2 separate regions of the Ovis aries genome follow, and region 2 is linked to region 1. Evidence: chromatin contacts called from public Hi-C data. All regions are on one chromosome and are shown on one strand. The core of a region is the stretch at or near the end of the contact, and the rest is flanking DNA. Distances in the headings are between cores, read along the strand shown.

Region 1 (7,098 bases), core at 1,521-4,020:
GTCTCATACCAGGAAGTGTTCTAAGGGTGGAATGTGTGAAGCTTACATCACATCACTCTGTTTTTGTGACTAAGGCATTCTTTTAAAACTTGTCTTCTGAGTTCAACAATGTTCCCACTTCATTAGCTACTGGATTTTTTTTAATGATAATAAATAAAAGGCTCTCTTTCTTTCTCTGTGAACATAATCCAACTAGGGAAGAAACCCAGTCTCTTAAAGTTCCCCATAGTTTAATGACCATTCTTAGACTCCTAGCTAGTTGCTCAGTAGTGTCTGACTCTTTGCAACTTCATGGATGGTAGCCTACCAGACTCCTCTGTCCATGAAATTCTTCAGGCCAGAATACCTAGTGTTTCGCCATTCCCTTCTCCAGGGGATCTTCCCTACCCAGGGATCAAACTCAGGTCTCCTGAATTGCAGGTGGATTCTTTACCATCTGAACCACCAGGGAAGTCCTAGATTCCTTAGGCATTTAAACAGACAAAGGGCAAATACAGCTCATATATAATGCAGTCAGATAAAGGATGCATATAATCAAGTAGTCTGGGTCTAGAAAATTATATTACAAATACAAATAATACAGTAATCCTAACTTTTAGGATTTTACTTTTTAATATGTTAGGCTTGGGGACACATCCTGAATTTAGGTTGTTGCTGGAAGATACAATCAATTATGGAAATAAGAGGAGGTTGGAGACGGATGAGAAAAGCAGGGGTAGGAAGTCAGCACTGCTAAGACTGAGGGCTTAGCGAAATACAGGAAAAAAAAAATTGCTCTGAAGAGTTTTTCGCTCCTATTTTTTTTCTCTTTACTCCCCATGTGCCCTCTTCTTGTTGATGACCTTACTTCCTCCTCAGCCTGCATCCTAGACCCAGTACTGCAGTTCTTGTCAACTAATCCCCCAAATCAATGTGTGATATAGGGCTAACAGCAATTAGTTAAAGCTCTAACACATTTTTTTTCATCATAGAAAAATCTTGAAAACAAAATATTCTCAAGACCCCAAAGTAAAAAAGACCCTTATTTTTGAACATTTTAGATAAGGAATGTCCTCAGATCAAACCAAATAAAGCAGTAGTGACAGCGTTCATACAATCTATTAGTAGCCTACTAAGACTACTGTGATTCTAACACGTTTTGAAAATGATCATTTTGTCATTCAAAACATCTCTATTTTAAACTAAAATGTCATAAAGCATTAATGAGAAATTTTAAAGGTATAACATAATTAAACTTTTCCTAAAAAGTTTATGTTTGTTTTATATTGCACTGGCACAAAGTATTAAATTACATATAGATCATATTTTTACTTCTGGAGATGCTTTCTCTGCAGAAATCTAAAACAGAAGAAAACCATTTTCTATTTTTTAATTACCTTTAGTATCAAACACACGTTTTATTGTCTTTGACTCACAGCAAAGAGGTGTTCCTCTTTTGTACAATTACATCGATAATAATTTAAAGATAAACTATTTTTATGGACCAAGTTCAAGTTAGATACTGTGTTTGTATGCTACTTTTCTCAACCAGTCCTATGCTGAACTTCGTAAGGGCTTTATGACAAAAAATATTAAAAAAGAAAAAAAAACCTCTTTGTTATAATTGCTACCCAATGATCTTGTGGTTTTCCAAATATAGGACAAAGCATGAAGTTTTATCAGTGAGGTGAGATTTAGTTTTTTCCCCCTTTGATTGAGTCACTTAATTTACAGCTTTTTATTTCATCTCTTTCTAAGAGAAGAAATAACCTATAATTTCTGACATGCTGACAAGAGAACTTTAGCAACTTTCTCCTCGATATGAAATATTTTACTGAGAAGGCCTATTTTCTATCCTTAGGCTTCTTGGATATGGCTCTGCTAAAAACATACTCTGAGATGTAGCTGCCCATGCTCTCATAAGTGTAAAACCTGAGTGATATTTCTGGGAAAGACCAAGAACACAAGTACTTATTTGTCCCAGAAAGAGAGGGATCCCTATTTTGAAAAATCCTAATGTAATCCCAAATAGTAGTTTAGTAGACTGAAAAACAGTACCCTCTGCTTGAAGATTCTTAACACAAATTCAATGTTAAATCAAAACCATAATCCACAGAGTTCATAATAACTTATTTGGTAGAAGTATCTCAGATCCATAGACGGCATGCTTTGGGTTTCTTTTAAATAGCTGGAAAAAAAAAAAAAAGATAAATTACCAAAGACAACTTTTTACCAGTTAGATTCAATATTCTTCCTCCATAATTAAGGTAAAAGTATACCAGCAACTTTCCCCTTTTAAAATCTACCACTCAGTAATCATATAGATTATTCTGGCTATTTAATTTTTCACATTTGCTTGTGCTGCCATAGTGTAACGTTTGATAAGACGATTAACTTTGGTTGTACACTCTCAATGAACTTTTGGTGGAATTATTACACCTTACATTAGTACAAAATTATTAGGAAAGGCTTCTCTGAAGCAAAATTTTTGCCATATAGGAAGATGAGGGATGGGGAATGATACTATAGTTAAAGACATTTTTCTGCCCCCAATATTTGTTACCAGTTCTAGACGTTGTAGTTACCCGGCAATTTTGAAAAACTGAACCTTTAAGTCTAATCAAAGTGTAGGTGCTTTCAACTAAGACAGGACTTTGAAACTACAGGGAGCAGCAGGGGTGGGAAATTTTCTGTTGCTCTTCTTGCCTATGCTTTACGGTACAAGGGTTGGCCCTGGTTTGGTCCACCTGCCAGCAGAGTTTAAAGTTTCCGAGGCTTGGAGGAACACAATGACTTGGATCTAACAGCGTAAATGGGGAGATGGGAATTTCTGCAGCATTGAGGAAGCCGTTAAACTGTTAAGCAAACTTTTTTTTTTTTTTAATGTGTCTGGGCACACGACAGACCTCTTCTCTCATGGACCAGAAATTATTTCTGATAATCCAGAATATACCAAAGCTTGAAGACATATGGCTGGGAAATGAAACAACCCTGGAGTGTGGCCACATCATTATTTTGTGTCGCAGGGTACCAGATGGGCAGTCGGTGAATGGCGCTGGGATGTGAATGGACAGTTTTATAACGTGAATTTTTCCCCCAATAGAGCTGAAACAGACATTTCCCTCTCTTGTCTTTTGGTCTCTAGCACTCGGAATTTCCCCCTCTCTGCAATATCAATTAACTCAACTTTGCAGTGGGGTGGCCAAAAAGGAAGAGGATGAAGAGGGCTTTATAATCTCGTAAGTGCTGGGCGAGTCACAGCGCCCCGGGAACTGCGGCTGCGACCCGCCGCGTCCTGTGCGGATTTCAGGACTTAAACCGCGCGCAGGCGGCTATGGAGTGGACAGTGCATTTGAACCACGGAGGATAGACACCCGGGCTCGGAAGGGGTGTGCCGATCTCCAGGCAGCCTTGGAGGCCGCTGCTGACTCTCATCGGTGGTATTTTATTACCATTTTTATCGTTCTTGAAAAGTCATGGAAGACGGCCCGCTGCCCGACCTCAGAGACATCGAGCTGAAGCTGGGACGCAAAGTGCCCGAGAGCCTAGTGCGCTCGCTCCGTGGGGAGGAGCCGGTTCCCCCGGAGAGGGACAGAGACCCCAGAGGGGGGAGCGGGGGCGGCGGCAGCGGTTGCAGCAGCAGCAGCAGCTGCTGCAGTTTCCCTCTCTCCTTGTCGTCCTCCTCTTCATCCTCCCCAACCTCTGGCTCCCCACGACCCAGCCACTCCAGTAGCACCCTGGAGAGGCTGGAAACCAAGCTTCACCTCCTCAGGCAAGAGATGGTGAGTGTGGTGCGCCGGCTGTGGGAGTGGGAACCCGGGCAGCAAGACCCGGGAGGTGGAGCAGGGGAGAGAGGGCGACTGGGGCGGCCGAGCAGAGGGCTGAGTGCGTGGGAAACACTGGTGAGAGGGGCGCGCAGCGGGCGCACATATGGATGTAGCTGCAGGAAGCTTGTTTACGGGAGACTTTGCTGAGCCGCAGTTCGCTAAGACCGGAAAGCCTGCCCTGCTCTGTGTACTTTCTGAAGCCAACTCGCTGCTACCGGCTCTGACCATTCAGCTGCCGGTCCACAGCCTCCCAGGCGTAAACCCGCCCGAGGGTCTGCAGTTACTGCAGGCATCAGGGGCCTTCTGTCTGCCGTTTACACTTTCGTTTCCAAACGTGGGTCGGTCCGTCGTGCTTACTGCAAAAACACTTCCTGGTTTGCCGAAAGGTGGCGCGGCGGGGTCCCTGCAGCCCTTCTTCCTGGCTCACTCCTCTTACACCACTGCTGCTCCCGCCCTTTGGTGCAACCCCCAAGCCACTGTGGAGCTGATTCCCCAATGCTGGTTCTGAAAACAATGGCTCAGTCGTCCTCGATGTCCTCATGAATAGCTTGTTTCACGGTTGATCCGAAAGAGCAGGTGATCCCCAGGCCCAGGGATTTGCTAATAACCACTTCCTACCCTTCCCCCTCAGTCCTCAATCTGCAATTGTTTTCTGTGCTGTTTGCAAACGTTAGCCTAAGAATAGGACAATGGGGCTAACAAGGGTCCTAGAATACTTGTTATTCCGGATGTACTTAGAGAGAGACACTTTATTTACTTGCCGTGAACTCGGGCAAATTACTTAACCTCTCTGGACCTCGGTTTATTTTTCACAATGAACTGGTTGGAGGAAGTGATTCCTTCCCAAATCCTTTTAAGATGACCACACCACAAAACCGCATTTCCCACCAGCTTGGAAATGAGGAAAGTAACAACAGGAGCCTCAGCCACTTCTACATACATCCTATCTATAGGGGCTTTGCATGGAAAAGAAGTAACCGGTAGTGTTACCCTAGCTCCTCTCTTTTTGCAGTTGGAACTCTGGGAGGGAATAAATTCCACAGCATAAAGTAATCTTGGCAAACATATTTGTACAAAAAGCCATTCTTCAGAGATCATGTCCTACATTCAGAATTTTTACCACACTATCAACAAAAGGGCTCCAAAAACCTCTCTTAAGATCTCTTAAGCTGGTCTACTTAAGAACTTTACTTTTTATGCCTCAAGTATTCATTTTCTTCCCAACTGGAATGCACCAGATGTTGAAAGCAAACATGTAGAGATTCATACATACATAGTTCTATGTATGCATGGCAAAGATATCATTACTCTATTCACTCTTACGATATTTCACTAAATATATACACACACCACAGGTTGTACATATTACTCAATAATTATTCAGTAAGCACATTTACTATATCTGGTAATTAACCAGGTGTTCAAAATACACAACATAAAAGTTCAAGGAGCCTATTTGCTTCTCCTGTTGCTGCTAAGTCACTTCAGTTGTGTCTGACTGTGCAGACCCCATAGACAGCAGCCCACCGGGCTCCCCCGTCCCTGGGATTCTCCAGGCAAGAACACTGGAGTGGGTTGCCATTTAGGGCTCTCAAATCTCTTGTACTCACCATTTATTATTTATATTAATTGTGTATCAAGCCAAGTGTACTGAAGAATTTTGTAAGATTTTTAGAAAATTGTCATTTTTCAATGAAAGGTATTTTCTAGCCTTGTTTATTTTTCTCCATGAAAATGTCATAGAAATCTGTTTTCCCAAGTCAGATCTTGCTATATATGATGATTATGTTATATAAATAAATACATTAAAAAATAACAAACAGAAACAGCAACAGCAGGAGCAGATTATTAAGCTGACTATACTTTCTACGTGAAGCATAGTTATCTATGCATCTGGGAGGATTTATGCCAGAGCAGATGTTTTTGTCTTCAACTTTGTCCTCTAATAAAGGTCTCCACTGAGCAAATGATAACACTAACACTGGCCATGGGAGTTTAGAGAGAAGGAATCAAAAACAGGTATATTCCCCTGCCAATGAGATAATTTCCCCCCATTTTATGTAACTCTTGTGGGTGCTAAAACCTTCAGCTTCAGCATAATTGCAAAGCAACATATTTGTTTTTATGTAGACTTGGCACTTTTGTTATAAATGTGGAACAGATGTAGTTGTACAGTTCTTTCTGTCTCCTAGCATCCTCCTGAAGAGAAGTTGGGGTGAGTCCTCTGTGAATTGTATGTTCTTTTCTGCCCTCTCCTGTGAGCACTGAGTCAGCCTGTTTGGACTTATGCCTGACCCACATTTTACGCTCATTACTTTGTGTTCACAGATTTTTCTTCTGGATGATCTGGAATTATCAGGCTTGGGTCTTGCCCTCAGAACTCCTTCCTATGAAACACCTTAGCCTTGTACAAGACTTTCTGGACACTTGCAGGAATTAAGACTTCCTTCTTTTCCTCTTAAAATGTATGTGCTAACCATTGACAAAAGGCACCATAGACTTTTCTAAGATAGAATCTCAACACTTTAAGTTCTTTACACACACCTGGTTTTCCCATTGTCTCTCTCTCATCTCCTTTTATGGTTTTGTGAATCATTACCTTAACTCTTATCTGTAAATATTACAATCAAAGCTCTTAGAGGTCTGTGAGACTCAGGTGTAAAGGAAGGAAGATGAAAGAGATTGAAGTGGGGAGGAGCTGTTTCTGTGGCCAAACTTCTTAACCTTGAAACTCTTGTTAGCAACATGAATAGCATATGTTCACGTGGGAAGGAAGAGTGGGAGGAAAATATTGGAAAAGGAAATTTTCAGGCATATATTTGATTGCTGCTGTTTTTGTTTTAGTTGCTAAGTCATGTCTGACTCATCTGTGACCCCATACACTGTAGCCCACCAGGTTCCCCTGTCCATGGGATCGCCCAGGCAAGAATACCAGAGCGGGTTGCCATTTCCTTCTCCAGAGGATCTTCCTGATGCAGGGATGGAACCCATGTCTCTTGCATTGGCAAGTGGATTCTTTACCACCTAGCCACCAGGGAAGCCCATATATTTGATACAGTAGGGCAATTCAGAGTAACCATCAGGATATTTTTGAGAGGGAGCACATTTTCCCAATGGGTAAAATATTTTTCAATTTAGAGATAAGGAAATTTGACAATACAATAAGCAAATGCAGGGATATGTATAGGAAATTTATAACAAAGTTGGAAATAGATGTCTGATGTCTTGTGCAAAGTCTGCCCAGTAATATTTGTTCACTGCTCTTCAGTTCACAGAGTGTTTTACCATCTGC
Region 2 (7,270 bases), core at 1,396-3,895, 45 kb after region 1:
CACCAGAGCTCAAAATTAATCCCCAGGATTCTTCTTCTTATATAAGAAGATTGTATATGCCAAGTCACCTTGCCCAAAGGTAGACTGTAACAATGACAGGCCAGAGCTCTGCCCTGGGTTCCTTATACACCACCACCAAAGAAGTCAATTTATTTGGCAACTTCATGATGAAGTGAAAGCATGACTGTATTCTCTCTTTCTTGGATTCCAGTGAGACAATTCATAACCTTTGTAATTTTGTAGTAGTAAAATGATACATTGGACAAAAACATAGATCTGGAAAAGTTTATTATTAAGAATATTTGCTTTTCAAGACCCCCCCCCATTAAGTTCTTCTATATACCAGTTCTCTGATCATAATTGACATGAAATTTCAGTCTCCATTCTGTCTAGAGTTGAGAGACCTATTATGCTACAGTTTCAAAGCATGAGAGGCTTATTAATTATGAAGATGGGCTGCACTGCAATAACTAAGGGCCAGAGGTGACAAGTGAAGAGGAAAAGAGGAAAGGACATTGACATCTCTTTGGATCAATTAATGCAAACCTTACAAAAAATATTTTTTGGTAGCATCCTATTTGTTTGTTCCCTTTGTTTAATTTCTTTCACTAAGTGTTTATAGAATAATGCTTGGAGTGTGATTTACATGTGAAGCCCACTTCCTTTCAGAGATACTATGTTGTAACTTGTATATTTAAGCTGGGAATAACTTTGACCTAGTTACTCAGTGTTTGAACTCTGTGAATCGGTGAGAGTGGGATTTCATGCTTGGAATGCTGTAATACTGCAGAGCTCTTTCTTGCTACCTTGTTCTTTCCCCTCAAGCACTGTATCACTAGCAAGTGTTAGTCGGTCATCTGTGTCCGACACTTTGTGACCCCATGGACTCCTCTGCCATGGGATTCTTCAGGCAAGAACACTGGAGTGGGTTGCCATTCCCTTCTCCAGGGGATCTTCCCAATGCAGGGATTGAACCTGGGTCTCCCATATTGCAGGCAGATTCTTAACCATCTAAGCCACTAGGGAAGCCCTATGATATTACTGACTTATAGCAAAACTCAAGGGAGGAGCATTCTTGACAGATGGTTCAGCTTATGGCAATCATTCAGGCCTTGGACAAATAAGACTTGTACATCCACTCTGCGTTAAGCACTCTTAGAGGTCTTGGGCACAGTGGTGAACAGGACAGACCAAGACCCCTGCCCTCTGTGATGGCTTACATGCTCATATGGGAGACAGAAAATAAAAAGTAAACAAGTAATAAGTAGGATGATTTCCATTAGTCATAAGTATTATGAAGGGAATATAAAAATATAGAAATGCTGTATACAACTAAGCATAAGAATTAGATACTATGATTGATCAGGAAGGGGCTCTCCAAGGAAGGGTCACTTAGACTCAGACCATGAGGAAGTCCTCCCAACAACCACTGTCCTCAGAGAAACGTCCTGGGATCTTGTAAGACCTCAAGTGAGAAAACCACACAGGTTTCTGCCCACTGGGCAAGACTGCTGTCTTCTGAATGGATGGGCAGACTTCCTAAGGACTGGTGTGCATGACAGTGAGGGAAGGCAGGGCAGCTGCTGGAGACAGCAGCCACATGGTGATTTAGTCCTGGTGGTGGATCGTTCCTGCTTCGAAGGTTCATCAGGAGGAGCATAACTGCACCTTAATTCCAGGAGAAAGCACTATTAGGTGGAGTGCCAGGTGACAGGCAGACAGCCATGGGAACCGAATGGCTCAGGGCTCCCACGGTGGGAAGCTGTTTACTCTCTCCCCAGGAGGACACAGGGTTAGATGCAGTTAAGTGGGTAATCATTATCAGCCGGACCAACACGTTCTTAGTGACTTGCTTTCGTCATATTTTCCCCTACAGTGGTTCAATGGCCTGTGAATGTTTGCTTTCAGAAGAAAAGAATTTTTTTATTTAAATAAATCATTTCATGGTCAAAGGAAGCTTTTGTTACTTCAGAGTGTACTCCCCTCTCATTCATATTGCTCAACAAAAGTGAACACTTCTTATGTGATGTAGCCACTGTGTAGCTCAGACAAAAACTGCTGGAAAAAAGTGTAAGTATGTTTTAGCCCTCCAGTGACACAGTTGCTGGGAATGTGCATCATTGTCTTAAGGGCTGAACTTTCTCAGACCCTAAAATTGCGACTATTTCCCCTCCGCAAAATCAATCCATCCTTAAAACAGACCATAAGAGACGGACAAAACGTAAGACATGGCTTTTTTAAGGAACTGCAAGCTTAGCTGAAGAAACAGCTGAAAGACACAATAATAGGTAGCAACATAAGTGTACACAATTAAGGTAGATTGTCAGATACAAACTATACAGTAGAGGGTAAACAGGCCAGCAGAAGAGATACTTCACGGAAGAATTAGGACTTCAAGAATGGGGAGGATTTGGAAGGGAAAACAGTCAAGTATTTCAAGTGAAGGGAGTAACAGGGAATATGTCCAGATCTGGGCATGCGCAGGAACATTCTGACAGGACAGGGTGGGAATGTGAACAAATGCAGCTGTGATTCATTTGGGGAGCTATTGGGAAATGGTCACACTTCCATTGCACTGTGCCTACAATGGGCACAGCATGTTTTATCGGCTACAGATGCTTAACTGAACAATTTTGTAGGACTTTGACTTCTATTGATTTTCCTGGCTCCTCTGTGGACGTAAGCAAATTGTTGATGATTTGTAAATATTTGTTGTATTACTTGTAATTTGAACAGTATTTTGATGACTCATAGGGTGTGGGGGTAAATTCAAATATAAAAAATTGCCACAAAACCTCCTTCCCCCACACAACCTTAAAGCAAGGTCACTGAGACAACACCACAAATAGAAAACCATCTCAAGACTTACTAAGCTCTGTTCATGAATGGCTCAGAGAAAATTGATTTTCCTTGCTGACTGCCTAAGAATTTTTGGTACACTTCTTAGAGAAGATAAGGCAGTCTCCTAAGTCACTTTATTTAATATCCTAGATAGATTAACAGGTTTTAAATTATACTTCATACTTCATACATACATACGTGAGCATTTGTATACATATGTAGTACACATGTAGTTTACCTGCAATCTTAAATCTCTGAAGTCATCCTAGAAATTTCATCTCTCCTAATGGCTATCTGTCACATTCACTCAATCCAAAGTTCCCTTTCAGAGATGGATTGTTTCCTAGAAATACATTTACAATATAAATGCATATATAAGCTTCTTTCTCTCTTCTGACTTGAGTCACTCACAACTGAGTGCCTTGGATAATTCTAGAAACGCGCAAATCTGAATTCTCCTGTGTGTTCAAGAGAGAATAAGCAAGGTCCAGTCTCCTGGGTTAAAAGACCTCAGGTGAAAAAACCTGGAATTTCATTTAAACCCTGATGAATGTGACTAGGACCTCTGGTGGCTAAATCTGTCCTTGCCTCACAGTCCAGTCCACCGGAATCTCTGCAGGAGCCTTATCTCTTCAATTCCAACCAGAACAAGGGCTATCTTGTAGCGTCTCTCCCCCTACTTCCTTCAGAAACACCCTTCATGTTAACAGATATTCCTGTTGAACTGAAGGGCCTACAGAGAAATTCTGCTTTGTAACTAAGAAGACAGATTTCTCTGAAGTAATTTAAAACCATTAGAAAGACTACATACCTAGAAGTCATTTAAGGGAACTGTCCCAGTCTCATATCCCAGTTTTGATTGGAGCTGCTCTTGACACATCTGAAGGAAATAATGAAATCTACAGAAAATACTTGTACACTTCATCGTGTAAAGTAGATCAGCCTCATTTATCAGCCTCTTGGATTCAGGAAATATTGAAACAATTTGGTTCCTGTTAAACATGAAAGCATTACTCAGCACTACATATTTGTCAGTATAGTCATAAAAGGTGCAGACATTTTCTGTACTCTTAATTTTTTATTTTCAGATTTCAGTTTCTTCATCTATAAAAGAGGGATAAAAATAATAATACATAAGGCACAGGGTTATCATTGAGTTGACCGAATGTTCGCTTGGGTTTTTCCATAACATCAAAAAACCTGAACAAACTTTTTGGCCAACCCAATATAATGCGTGTTGAGCTTTTATAAATGGTGTTTGTGACATAATCTCTCAAAAATAGGAGCTGCTACAATGATGATGATGATTCCTTAATTTCTACAGATTCCTATCCCCCCTTCTCTCAATATCCGTACACATACTCTCAATTAACAAGGATAAACTATTAAATCTGAGCTTCCCTGGTGGCTCAGTGGTAAAGAATTCTGCCTGCCAATGCAGGAGACACAGGTTCAATCCCTGGGTTAGGAAGATCCCCTGGAGAAGGAAATGGCAACCCACTCTAGTATTGTTGCCTGGGAAATCACATGCATAGAGGACTACGGTCCATGGGGTCACGAAAGAGTCAGACACAGCTAAGCAACTAAAACAACAACAAACAATCTGGGCATAGACAGAACAAGTCTCTGGACAGAATCTGTCATTCAATAGGATATTTCCAGGTAGCTTGGTGAGGGTCAGAGATGCAGTGAGAGTTTATAGTCCCTTTCAGAGCCTGTTAGGGCTGGAAGGAGGTGAGTTCTTTGAGTATGACTCCTACCCTTTGTAAGCAGTTTTCAAAAAGATCCTGTGCTCAAGTAACTTTGTATTTTATTCTCTGAATGTAAAATGATGGACTGCAGGAGGCAGAATTTAAATGACTCTGGGGTCTTTCAAGAACACAGAATAACTGGCAGGTCTCTCCCCTCTCCCTGCCCTCCACAGGTTAACCTCAGAGCCACAGACGGGAAGCTCATGCGCCAGTTGCTCTTCATCAACGAGAGCATCGAGTCCATCAAGTGGATGATTGAAGAGAAAGCCACCATCACCAGCCGAGGCAGCAGTCTGAGTGGCAGCCTGTGCAGCTTACTGGAGAGCCAGAGCACCTCCTTACATGGCAGCTGCACCAGCCTCCACGATGGCAGTGACGGGCTAGACGGCATCTCCGTTGGGAGCTACCTGGACACTTTGGCAGATGATGTCCCAGGCCACCACACCCCCTCAGACTTGGACCAGTTCAGTGACAGTTCAGTCATAGGGGACTCACATGCACTGTACAAGCGTCCCAAATTGGATTCTGAATACTACTGCTTTGGCTAATGCCCCAGTTTTATGCATGGGATTGGTGTGCAATTAACTTGTATTTATCCTCCTTCTCCGCTGCTATATTTTTGGTGTGAATTTTTTTTTTTTTAAGTACGACAACCTTTTAAAAGGAAGCTTATTTTGAATGGCTTGATGGTATTTCTATTGCTCCTAGTATTTCTCATCCGGACTGATTTCTCTTTCTCTCTTAAGTCTATTTATTACGATGATTTTTCTCCCTTCTTTCACAGTGGCACAAATAAAGTAGGGGGAAAAGAATAAGCAATAATTATATCTTTGCTTTTGTTTTCAGAGCAAGGGGTCAGGGATTACAAGATAAACTTCGCTAAATTTTACAATAAACCAAAGTCTGATAATAGTTGATTTTGTTGTCTGTATTCTTAAATGATTCAAAGGTTTGTTTTCCAGAAGACACTGAGGTTTGTTACTGTTTTTATATTAGGTTGGACAACATGCTTGGGACTAAGTTAGGCATTATTTTGAGGCCACAAGTTCCTAGTGTGAAATCAATAATACCGTCAACCACACACTTCTCATGAGAACCATTAGGAAGCCCCAACTCTATGGAATCTATTCGGTTCAACTTTGTGTTCATACTGTAGATGATCATTTTGTCACCAGTGATTCTAACTCAAGCTGTAGACAAATTTGTGTAATTAAATATATGATTCTCCCAAATTTCAAAGAATAACTGAAATTAAGTAAGAAGGTGATTAGAGGTTAAGGTATCCTAGATTTATTGTATTCTAAGATTTTGTTGATGTTTACTATAAGCATTTTACAATTATAGGATATATAAAAACATAGATTTATACAATGGATGGATGATGGATGAATGAAGTCAGAAGTAGTATCACTATTTACTTACAAAACCTAATAGATCCTTTCATTCTGAGAAGAATAAATAATTTCTTTGTTTTCTGGAATGACATCTGAAATATCATTCATGTAGTGAAAATTTCAATGTGATATTAATCTTCTATATTTCTTTTACCTCGATGATTCCTCATGAGTAAATATAATTGAGATTTCAAACTGTTCTCTGTAATGATATATGTTTCTGCACTAAACACTTCACAGTGTGAACCAAAAACTCTACTTGTAACTGAAAAATGGCCATACTCCAGAAATAATTTCCCCCAAATTTGCTTTGTTATTATACATATTACACACAGTCAAATTTATTATTTCCAAGTTATATATTATTCAATTTCCAATTAAGATCTACAGGGTCTATATTTCACACAGGTCCTTTTTTCATAAATTGTAGATAAAATCCTCATCAACAACAATCTCAAGATGTCAGGATTGTCTCCCTTCTGTGTTTGAGGAAAATGAAACACAAAGAAGGTAGGTAACTGGGTCAAATCTCCCAGTAAGTGTCAAAATTGGGATTTAAACTTAAACCTGTCTAATTCTAACAATAAAACTTGGTACTTAGGGAAGTTAAATAATAAAGCGGAGATGAGAAAGCAAACTTAACCCATGACAAAAAGTGACCTATCATTTTTCTTCTAAATTAGTAGGACCTACATGCTCAAATCCTGAGGTTTTTGAGTCCATTCCTGACATCACATGTCCACAGTCAGTGTTGTTTTTATAGGTGAAGCAAGGAGTTGGCCACGTGCCAGCTATCCCCCATTTTTTTACCCCTTTCTACTTGCTTTCATTTTAAACTTTGAGTAAAGGCTGGTGGGTTGGCTATTTTGTTTGGTTTTAATGTGGAATTAAACTAAGCAGCTTTTAGCACAGATTGTTTTTTTTTTACCAGATTAAAATCCAAGAACATGCATTATGATCTAGCCGGTAGAACTAAGACTAATGAATTTCAAACAGAGAGCAATGATGTTTGCAACTATACATCTACAGCACTGCAAGAACATGTTCAACAAGAGGGAAACGAGGAGATGGCAAAACTGTAAGAGGCATCAAGGCTAAATTCTAACCTCTTCAAAACCTGAGATTTGTCTAGAATAAGCCAGGCACAGGAAAGATGAGTTCTGTCCTCGGATCACTGTTTCACGTTGTAAATTCAATCTGACCAATTTCTTTCACATGCCCCTTTTCCAGTTGTGTTCCCCTGCTACCTGTCCATCCCAGGCCCTCTATAAATTTCATCTCTAT

What was found. A called contact is a pair of places that touch in the nucleus more often than the background predicts.
Region 2: a contact with region 1 is called in a Hi-C map of liver, with 4 times the contacts expected there. The contact joins the enhancer-like site here to the promoter of LURAP1L in region 1. A contact is called at or near these places in 5 of 16 Hi-C or Micro-C datasets (liver, mixed tissues, skin fibroblasts and 1 more).

The regions. Positions count from the first base shown.
Region 1 is chr2:81,264,405-81,271,502 of ARS-UI_Ramb_v3.0, forward strand. LURAP1L (leucine rich adaptor protein 1 like) reads left to right here and starts at 2,771. Exons shown (of 2, transcript XM_027964558.3): 1 at 2,771-3,761. The coding sequence starts at 3,456.
Region 2 is chr2:81,309,771-81,317,040 of ARS-UI_Ramb_v3.0, forward strand. It overlaps LURAP1L (leucine rich adaptor protein 1 like), which reads left to right. Exons shown (of 2, transcript XM_027964558.3): 2 at 4,766-5,504. The coding sequence ends at 5,140. Among named protein-coding and RNA genes, the nearest start is that of LURAP1L, 46 kb to the left of the region's middle. Within about 2 kb of position 2,646, at least 10 of the 54 cell types and tissues checked have an H3K27ac peak or open chromatin away from gene starts, as enhancers often do. A contact at or near this core is called in liver, where this site is marked.